Linked DNA regions of Mus musculus: all the other regions are linked to region 2. Evidence: chromatin contacts called from public Micro-C data. All regions are on one chromosome and are shown on one strand. Each heading gives the region's core, a stretch centred on a gene start, on an enhancer-like site or on the middle of the called end of the contact. The rest is flanking DNA. Distances are from core to core; before and after follow the strand shown. Region 1 holds the start of Gata4 (GATA binding protein 4). Region 2 holds the start of Fgf9 (fibroblast growth factor 9). Region 3 holds the start of Otx2 (orthodenticle homeobox 2).

Region 1 (3,047 bases), core at 80-2,579, 5.2 Mb before region 2:
CTTCGGTTTGGAAAAGAGAATTCCCCCGGCGCAGCCGTGCTCAGTCCTTCCTCTGGGATTTTCCTGAGATCCCCACGGGTTGGCCAAAGTCCCACGGGTTTTCCCTTTCAATTGGCTCGGCGTCCCAGCCTGTTCCTAGCGCCTGGGTTGCTTTTGCACTGGCGGGGCAATAGCAATAGCAATCTGCAGTCAGTCCTCGAACTGCGGGAGCCGGTGCCATCCCGAGCCTTCTCGGGCTGCACAGGGTTCTTACCAGGTGGTATTCCAGCCCTCTCCTGACCCCTCTAATCTTGTATTGGAAACCGGTGCCGGGGAGAGAAATGAGGGCTTAAAAGAAGAAAAAAAAAAGTTTAGCCCAAAGCGCGAGAGCCACCAGAGAGCTGTTATCTGCAGCTGAAGGCTGTGGTAATCGATGGGTTATTTTTACGCGGTAATAGGGCCCTGTGATTGCTCTATTAACCTTTAGACCTGTCTGAGGGACTCTCCCCTCACAGCTCCACTGCGCCAGGGCCTACAGGCACTGACGCCGACTCCAAACTAAGGTCTGGCACCCTCCCTACCCCCACCCTAGGGAAGGAACTACAGTCCTTGAATGGGCTCTAAGGTTAGAGACCAGGCTCCCCACCCCCACTTCATCCTTTTGATTGGACCCCAGTCGGTGAGGGCTACAGGGAGTGATGAGAAGGGACGGGAGACCGCAGGAGTGGGAAGAAGTGTCGGCGGCGAGGGGTGCGCGTTTTGTATAAATACATAAACTCCTGGGCTGGTGGAGGTTCTCGGCGCCTTGCAGTCTCCACCGGCTCGTGGGAAGGAGAAAAGAGCGCTTGCGTCTCTAGGCACTGACCTTAAGGGCCAGTTCAGGTTTTAGTGCCTCCTGACCCTCTCCCGAGCTCACTTCAAGGGCCCCGTAGATCTGAGGCTAGCAAGGCATCCCGGGTGACCCAGTGCCCCACCGGCGACCATGAGCCCAGTGTGCGAGGTCACCTTCTCCTCTACCAGCCCCGCCCCTTGAACAGGGCGCTGGACGTGGACCACTGAGAGTAGGGAGGAAAGAGAAGGAGAATAAACACGATCCTTGGCAGAGCAGCAAACCGCAAGGACGTCGGGCTGCACTGAGGGCAGAACGGAGCGCCCGGCACTGAGTGCTTTCCTTCCCCGAGAGTTCCGCGCGCATGGACTTTGCCTGTTGGGGGAGCTTTGGGAAGAGTCCTGCGGGCGGGCGCCGGGCGGAGGTGCTGCCGGGTCCGGGCTCCCCCGCCCCCGCCCTTGCACGTGACTCCCTTAGGCCAGTCAGCGCAGGCGATCGCTACGCGGGGGCCCGGGGAACCGCGCCGGGAGCAGGGGACAAGCCGGAGGCCCGCAGAGTGGCCGCCCGAGGCTCAGCCGCAGTTGCAGCTCCGCGGACTCACGGAGATCGCGCCGGTTTTCTGGGAAACTGGAGCTGGCCAGGTAGGGTTCCCCGAGTCCCTGCTCTTTTCCGGGGCAGGAGAAACTCACAAGTCCGCCGCCCTAGTTTGCCTGGAATAGGGAGGTAGGTAGCTGGGAAAGGAGACGCCGGTCACTCCAGTGCCCCCAGATTGGCTAAAAACTGCTCCGCTTTTGACTTTGGCCTAGCGAGGACTATTAAATCAAGTGAGACTGATTAGCAGCAAAAACTGATGGGTGCTGGAGAGGTGCGTTTGGATTGTTTGGGAGGGAACATGAATCCTTTTAATCCGTCCTGTTTGCAGATTCTCCAACTCTGCCTTCCATCCCACTGGCCAGGGCCCGTGTAATCTCTCTGACCGACTGACCCTGGACAGGCCGCATAGCCCACACTTTGGGGTGCAGATAGGATAGTGTCTCCAGCCTGCCACGCAGGGAGTGCAGAGTGGCAGTGGCAGGCAGCCCTGGGACCTGGGGGAGGGCTGGAGGCCCTTGGAGATAGGCTCGGAAACTTGCGGATCTCTTCTGCTTTCTGTCCAACCTCCTCAAACTCCTCTAGGGCTCAGGAATTGTGTGTGTTATGCACTGCTGAATACTACCCACATACACCGCTTTCGGGGAGAAAGCGACCCAGGGCCAAAACCCCGGCGGAAATCAGGGATAGTCTTGGGTAGTCGGCTCAAGCTCCCCTGATTCACGTATTCTATCGCTTGGATGTGACCCGGGAGAGTTGGCAGTTGTTACTCTTGGGGAAGAGATGTCTGGGTGATGAACTTTCACCAGGTGGAAGGAAAGAGGGGCTTTTCGGTTGAAAGGAAGAGGATAGTGAGGGACCCGAGGCAGTAAAGGATCCGGGGAAATAAGGCCGCGCTGCTGGGAAGCACCTCGGGAATTTATTTCCTGTACCTTTGGAAAAGGAAGGCAGCCAGGAAGGACGCTTCGGACATTAGAAGAAAGAAAGGTTACCTGGGGAGATTACGGAGGGTTAGTGTATAAGTTGGTTAGTGACCATTCTCAGTGTGGCGGGGACCGGAGAGACCCGCGGGAGCCTAAAGGAAAGACCTGTAAAAAGACACATTCCAGCGCGGTGTATTTTCTGACTCTCAAAAACAGGTTCCAGAAAAGCTGTGGACTAAATCCTGAAAAGAGAAATAATTTTCTTTCTGTTGGGGAACTTGGGATGAACGTTGTAGGGTGATTTGAAAGAGAGAGAAAAGTCTAGGCCAGGCCGGACTAGACTTAAGTGAAAAGATGGAGGTTACTGGGCCCCAGATCATAGATAGGCAAGAATCCACCCAGGAGAATGGTTTCTGGCCTTTCCAGAAAAGAGGGATATCTTCTCCACCTTCTATTGTTCTAGAAATTCAACATCAGGTTAAAGCATCACTCATTTGAAACTTCAGAGAGCTTCTGCCCACAAGCCTGCGATCCCAAACGGATTTAGTGCTTGCAGTTTTTCAGGCTTGCACATTAACACCACACGTATACTGTAAGTTAGATTACAGAATTCTAAATCTCTTCTTTTAACTGCTGTTAGTCAAGAAAAGAAAACGTGTATTACCTTAAAAAAATAACTTCCTGAGTTGACATTATAGAAAGTGTAATTAATTAGGACAACTACT
Region 2 (2,700 bases), core at 88-2,587:
GGAACCAACGGATGGAAGAGCCGGCACCCCTAGTGGGATTTCCGCCCCCACTCGGGTCAGTTTCCCCAGGGGCTTCTGCCCCGGATGTTTCGGATCTAAAACACGACTTCAGTGCTTCCCCCAGATCACCCAGCAATCTTTGCCTGAGAGATTTCAGACCAGCCACCGGGAATAAACGACACGCTTAATTTACAATTCAGGCAGAATGCTTATTAGAGGAAAAGGGAAGGGAGAAAAAAAAACTTAATTTGAGCAAGATACCAGCTACCTACAGGAAACTGGATGCAGTTTAAAGTTCTTAGTGGTTAAAGCTTTAAACTAATGGAAATGGGTCCGTTTAAAAAGAAACTTCTTAAACCTTATCGTCTCACATATCAAATGAAAAAACTTGGGCTTTGGGTTATATTCATACTCACACTCACACACCCTCCTTTAAGAAAAATAAAGAAGAAGAAAAAGAAAAGAAGGGCCTTCTGAGGGTGAAGTTGCACCAATGCCAGACGCAGATCTGCAATTCCGGAGGCTTTTTCCCCTCCCTGGGCTGGCAAGATACTCAAAGATGTGGGGGGCAGGGGTTATGAATATGAGAATATAGCCCTTCGAGCATCCCCGCCTAACCACCACCTTTCTGGTAGTTAATAATCTGACCGTGTCAGCGCGTGGACAGTGAGGGGTTAAAGGCATACCTACCGAAGCGGCTGTGGTCTTTCCTGGTTCCCTGGATAGTACCGTTGGGGAAGATCTCTAAATGAAATCCAGTCCTGCAGTACAGCTGCCTCCGCCTGAGAATCCCCTTTAAATGATCCAAGTCCGTGACTGCGGGGCCCCGGGGCAGCCCCCCTGCTTCGGACTGACCCAGGTGGTCACTTAGCAACACCGGACTGTCCACCGGCAACACCGGTACGTTCCCGAACGGTACCGCGTCCTGCACACCGAAATAGCTCCCAACTTCACCTAAGGGAGCCATCAGAGGACTCGGCTTTTAAGCACAAGAATAAACAATAATGATGGTATCAACCAGGAGACACTAGGCGAGGTATATCCAACTCCCCTCCCTTGCCGCAGTTGCAGACAGAGAGGGAAAAAGGGTTCTTTTCTTCAATCCATCCGATGCATAAATAAAAGTAATCGGCTGTTTCTCTGGCACAGGTTCAAGGTCAAACCACTGATAGTCTAAGAAGCCACCACTTTATACTCACACACTGACATTGATCAACACAGCTATGCATCGCTACATATGGAGCCTCGACTCTCAGCAGGCAGAAAGGTCTTCATCCCATCCGACCGTAATAAGGGAAAAAAATCCGTAGTTTCTCCATTTGCTTAGAGATCAGAATGACCATAGCAACGTAAGTGCCTGGGCGATATTACAGGGATTTTTAAGATGCTCGGGCTACGTCAGAATTTACGGATCCTGACTCCAGAAAGGCATGCGCTGTTTTTACTCTCTAACCGACTCTGCAGACATCAGCATGAATCCTTCAAGGGGAAAAAAAAAATCTCACGTTGGCGGCGGCGACAAATCTCTCCTCCCAGTCCCTCCTCCAAAAAATAAAGATAATATAACAAAAAGAAGGGGGAAAAAACTTTCGGCGTCCAAAGCTAGTATCCAGAACGCTGCAGAGGCTCTGCGGAGGTCCAGCGGCTTGCAGTGAGGCGAGCGGCAAGCGGCGGGCGAGGACCGCGTCCCGGAGCTCGCGTGCTGCCCGGGCTGCCGCGAACAGGTGTCGCCGCGCGGGCCGCGCAGCGCCGTGGCCGCGGAGCGCTCCTCCTGCGCAGCCCCCGCCGGCGCGCAGAGTGGCGCAGGCGGCGGCATTGGGCCGGGTTTAAGGTAGCGCGGCGGCCGCCCCGCTCCGCCCGGTCCTAGCGCCCGCCCTGACGCTCGAGCCGCTCTGCCGCAGGCCGGGCACAGGCGGGCAGAGCGCGGGACTTCTCCGGGAGGACGACCTAGGAAACCCGGCTTTAGAGACGCCGGAGACGCGGTGCCAGAGACGGGAAGCAGCAGCCCGAAGACATTCGGCCACAAGAAATCTAGCTTGCTAGAGACGCAGGGTCAGAGGGGAACTGAGAAAGCAGTTTTCGCGCGGACTCTGTAACCTTGCGTCGCATTATAAAATAGACTGGGAGGGAAGGGTTGGTGTAGGGAGCTTGGTTGGACAGGGCAGTTTCTCTTTCATTCTACAGCCAGACTTACAGACGCGCAAACAATATTGCAGGTAAGACAGTTGGGTGTGAGTCAGATTCTTCTCTCTCTCTCTCCCTCTCTCTCACTCTCTCTCTCTCTCTCTCCCTCACACACACACACACACACACACACACACACACACACACACACACACAAAACACACACACTGGTGGGCCCACACTCGGGTTTGTTAAGGGAATTCTGGTTCGCATCTTTGAGTTGTTCGGGTCCTGCCTCCCCCCAGGTTCCCGCGGCTAGGAGCAAAGGGCACCCAGGGCGCCTGAAAACAGCCCCTGTCCTTGAGTTCGACTCACGCCCCAGATCTGAGTGTGCGTCTTCAGGGAGAAGGTTCCAATGAGTTCTCTCTCGCCCCCAAACAAAGCTACTCAGGACGGGCTTTGCCACCTTGAGCTCTACTTTGCCTGGAAGTGAAAGGCTCGAGTTCCAGGGTTGCTCCATGGCCCGAAGCTCTCTGCATAGCCTAAGAGCCAGACAGGAGCCGCCGGCTGGGCACG
Region 3 (2,918 bases), core at 273-2,772, 9.4 Mb after region 2:
CCCCACAAAGTCGTGGCTCTGGGGAACGCGACAGCCAGGAGTTTCCTTAGGACTGGAACAGCTACGAAGGAGCCAGGAAGAACTGGGCAAGCCCGGAGGAGCTCGAGGGTTCGCGGAGCCTCCAGGACCCCAAGGCTCTTAGGACACACCTGCAAGTCTGCAGCGGCAGCGGAGTGCCCAGCCTTAGGCCGGAGCCGAGCCCAGCCGGGCTGCCGAGAACTTGCAGCCTCGTGCGCACTCCCGTAATTCGCTAATTGCTGTAAATCCCAAGGACGGCCACATTTGATTACACATACAGTATAAGAACCGACAACAAAGCGACGAATTAATTACCAACTTCATTAACATAGGTCCCCAAATTAAAGGCAACGAGCTGTTTCTTTGGGCCCACTAGCAGTGGTGGCGGTGACTGAGGTAGTGAGGGAGGGGTGGGTTTTTTCGTTTTGTTTTGTTTTTCCTTCTGCATTGGGAGTTGTGAGGGGAAAGCTATCCTCCCCCCCCCTCCCCCTCCCAGCCTCCATTCACACACTCAGCAGTAGCGTTTGCCCCTCACCTCCCCCCGCCCCGTCCCCTAATATTCTGTCCAGCGTGTTTCTGCTTTTCTAGAAAACTCTGATTCTTGTTTAAAAAAAAAAAAAAAAAAAAACCAGTCTGGACCAGAAGAAGTTGAGTTGGTTGACCCTGCAGCATCCCAGCTCCCGAGTTTCGGCCTCTGAGTAGGGCGCCTCCATCCCTAGTAACTCCCAGGCCTGAAGTACCAGGCGTTTGTTCTTAAGCACAAACTGTTTCTACTGGGGGCTTTTTGTCACCTCATACTCAGCTGGAGAGATTTGAGGTATCCCCTCCCTTGGCCGGAAATCTGCCTTGGCGGTAGATTTGGGAGCTCACGTTTTCTTTTGTATCTTGCTCTATGCTTATCAAATTGAAAAAACATGCCTGGAAAGCCAGAACTCCAGAGACCAAGGGTTATTCTAAGGGGTAAAAGAACAGCCAGTGAGGACGCTGGAGTTTTCAGACAGTCCATAGCTGCGTGACTCTCTGCCTACACTGCATGTTCACAGCTCAGTTCCACTCTTGTTCATCTTCACCCATTTTTCCCTCAGCGCCGTCTGGTCCTCTTCAAGAGAACATAGCCCTGTTTTTAAGCCTGTGCCTGGGTTTGAGTTCTGCCTCTGACCCACACATTCTTTGCTAGCGTTGGAAATCGAAAACGGGGTACTACCCCCTCCCTCCTTCCCCTAGCTTTGACTTAAATATTTTCCTGCTTTATGTTGTTTGGTATCCTTTCTCTAAAATAAAAACAAAAAAGAAAAGGAGGATAAGAAGGAGTATAAAGGAAGAAGAAAAGACCGAAGAGGGAGGCCTTCCTGTCCATCATTTTAATTATACAATTAGTTCACATGCTTGGGCCCATAATGTATATTTTAAGCGTAGCCCAGTGTTTTAAAGAACGTTCTGGTAGTGTCGGAGGCCTGGATTTGTTGCCTGCTCTTCCCCCCGTGCAGCAGCGGCCTGTTTTCCTCCCCCTGTTGTGTGTTTTTATTATTTTCCCTCTGGCTTAGATGTGTCAATCATTCTCTCCCTGCCATTGGTTGGAGAGTTTGCGTCAAAAAGTTGCCAGAGAGGCGCTTTCTCAGCAAATCTCCCTGAGAGCGGAACCTTCCTCAGCTCCAACTCAGCCTCCACTGTTACTAAAAAATAAAAATCGCTAGAGGAGCTCAGTCGCCACCTCTACTTTGTATGTATCGTAGACGGACACAAGCCTGTTTACAACTCTGGCCACTTCATTTTATGTTTTCTTTTAATTGTTTTTTTTTTCTGGTTATGTTTGACTTTTTATGGAAAGGTGAAGACTACAAGGTTTTTAACTGAATGCTCTTGATTTCTTTTAGGATAGCTGGCTATTTGGAATTTTGAAGGATAATTTGATTTTTTTTTCTTTTCTAACGTCCAATGCGGCTGTAAGGTAAGTGTCCGTCTGTCTTGTCTATAGCGATATCTTTGTGTTCCCCCAGTCCGCAGTGACCTCCGCTCCTCCAATGTGCAACTCTGCGGACGTGGAACTTCCTTGGGTGGGGGCGGGCGATGTATTTTATTTTTCTAATGAGAATTTTGAGACGAAATAATGACCATTAGGAAAAAATTTGACGATCTGTAGAAGAGGGAGGGAGTGGGAGGGAGCGAGAGCGCGTGCTCCTGGGGGTCGCTGCTACCGAAGAACGTCGCAGAAATCCTAGGAGTCTAATCTGGGAGTTGGGGAGGGGTTTTGTTCTTATGCCCACGCTATTCATGGCTTCTCCTCGCGAGCTTTGCATTTTGGCCCCTAGATTGAGCTGGAGTCCTTAGGTTTGGTTCCAAGGGCGTATTTTAGAATCCATGACAAAATAATGCTTGTGTAATGTACCTAGGTTGGTAAATTAAAACAAAGATAATAAGGTGGACGCTTCCGAAAGACGGAGCTCCCGAAGGCCGGCTCTCCATTATCGGCGGGGGCCTCGGGCTGCCTCTAGACTCCTCGGTTTGCAACGGGAGCCGAAATCGGAGCGGATAACCGAGGAGGCGACAGCGCTGGCGTCTTGTTACTCCCGCGCCGCCTCAGCTCCTGTTTCTCGTCCTCACTCCCCAAGCTTAATGCCCCTCTGCTCTCCGCCTCTTCTCAAAGCCGCTAGGGCTCTTGAATCTTTTACAACTCTCCTCCTCTCCATCCCTAGGGGTGCGGCTCCCCCAAGCCCCAGAACTGTACACTGAAAGTCGGGGCTTCTGGGCCAGATCGCCAGGCCGAGGCCGCTAGTTGGACAGGTTTTAAAGGCGACTGTGGCTAGTGTGGTTCAGGGCACGCGCGCCTCAGCCTCTGCGCGCAACTGGGACAGCCAGACCTGAGGGTGGGCGCCTGGATGCTCCTGGTCAGAGACCCCGGA

Evidence for each region. Hi-C and Micro-C count contacts between places; a contact is called where the count stands out from the background.
Region 1: a Micro-C map of embryonic stem cells shows a contact between it and region 2, with 16 times the contacts expected there. The contact joins the promoter of Gata4 here to the promoter of Fgf9 in region 2. A contact is called at or near these places in 4 of 484 Hi-C or Micro-C datasets (embryonic stem cells and stem cell-derived epiblast-like cells) and 1 of 115 datasets of contacts at active chromatin or transcription factors (embryonic stem cells).
Region 3: a Micro-C map of embryonic stem cells shows a contact between it and region 2, with 34 times the contacts expected there. The contact joins the promoter of Otx2 here to the promoter of Fgf9 in region 2. A contact is called at or near these places in 1 of 39 promoter capture datasets (cranial neural crest) and 2 of 484 Hi-C or Micro-C datasets (both in embryonic stem cells).

What each region holds. Positions count from the first base shown.
Region 1 is chr14:63,243,553-63,246,599 of GRCm38.p6, reverse strand. Gata4 (GATA binding protein 4) reads left to right here and starts at 1,329. Exons shown (of 7, transcript NM_008092.4): 1 at 1,329-1,449.
Region 2 is chr14:58,071,323-58,074,022 of GRCm38.p6, reverse strand. Fgf9 (fibroblast growth factor 9) reads right to left here and starts at 1,337. Exons shown (of 3, transcript NM_013518.4): 1 at 691-1,337. The coding sequence starts at 967.
Region 3 is chr14:48,666,248-48,669,165 of GRCm38.p6, reverse strand. Otx2 (orthodenticle homeobox 2) reads left to right here and starts at 1,522. Exons shown (of 5, transcript NM_001286482.1): 1 at 1,522-1,738; 2 at 1,893-1,966.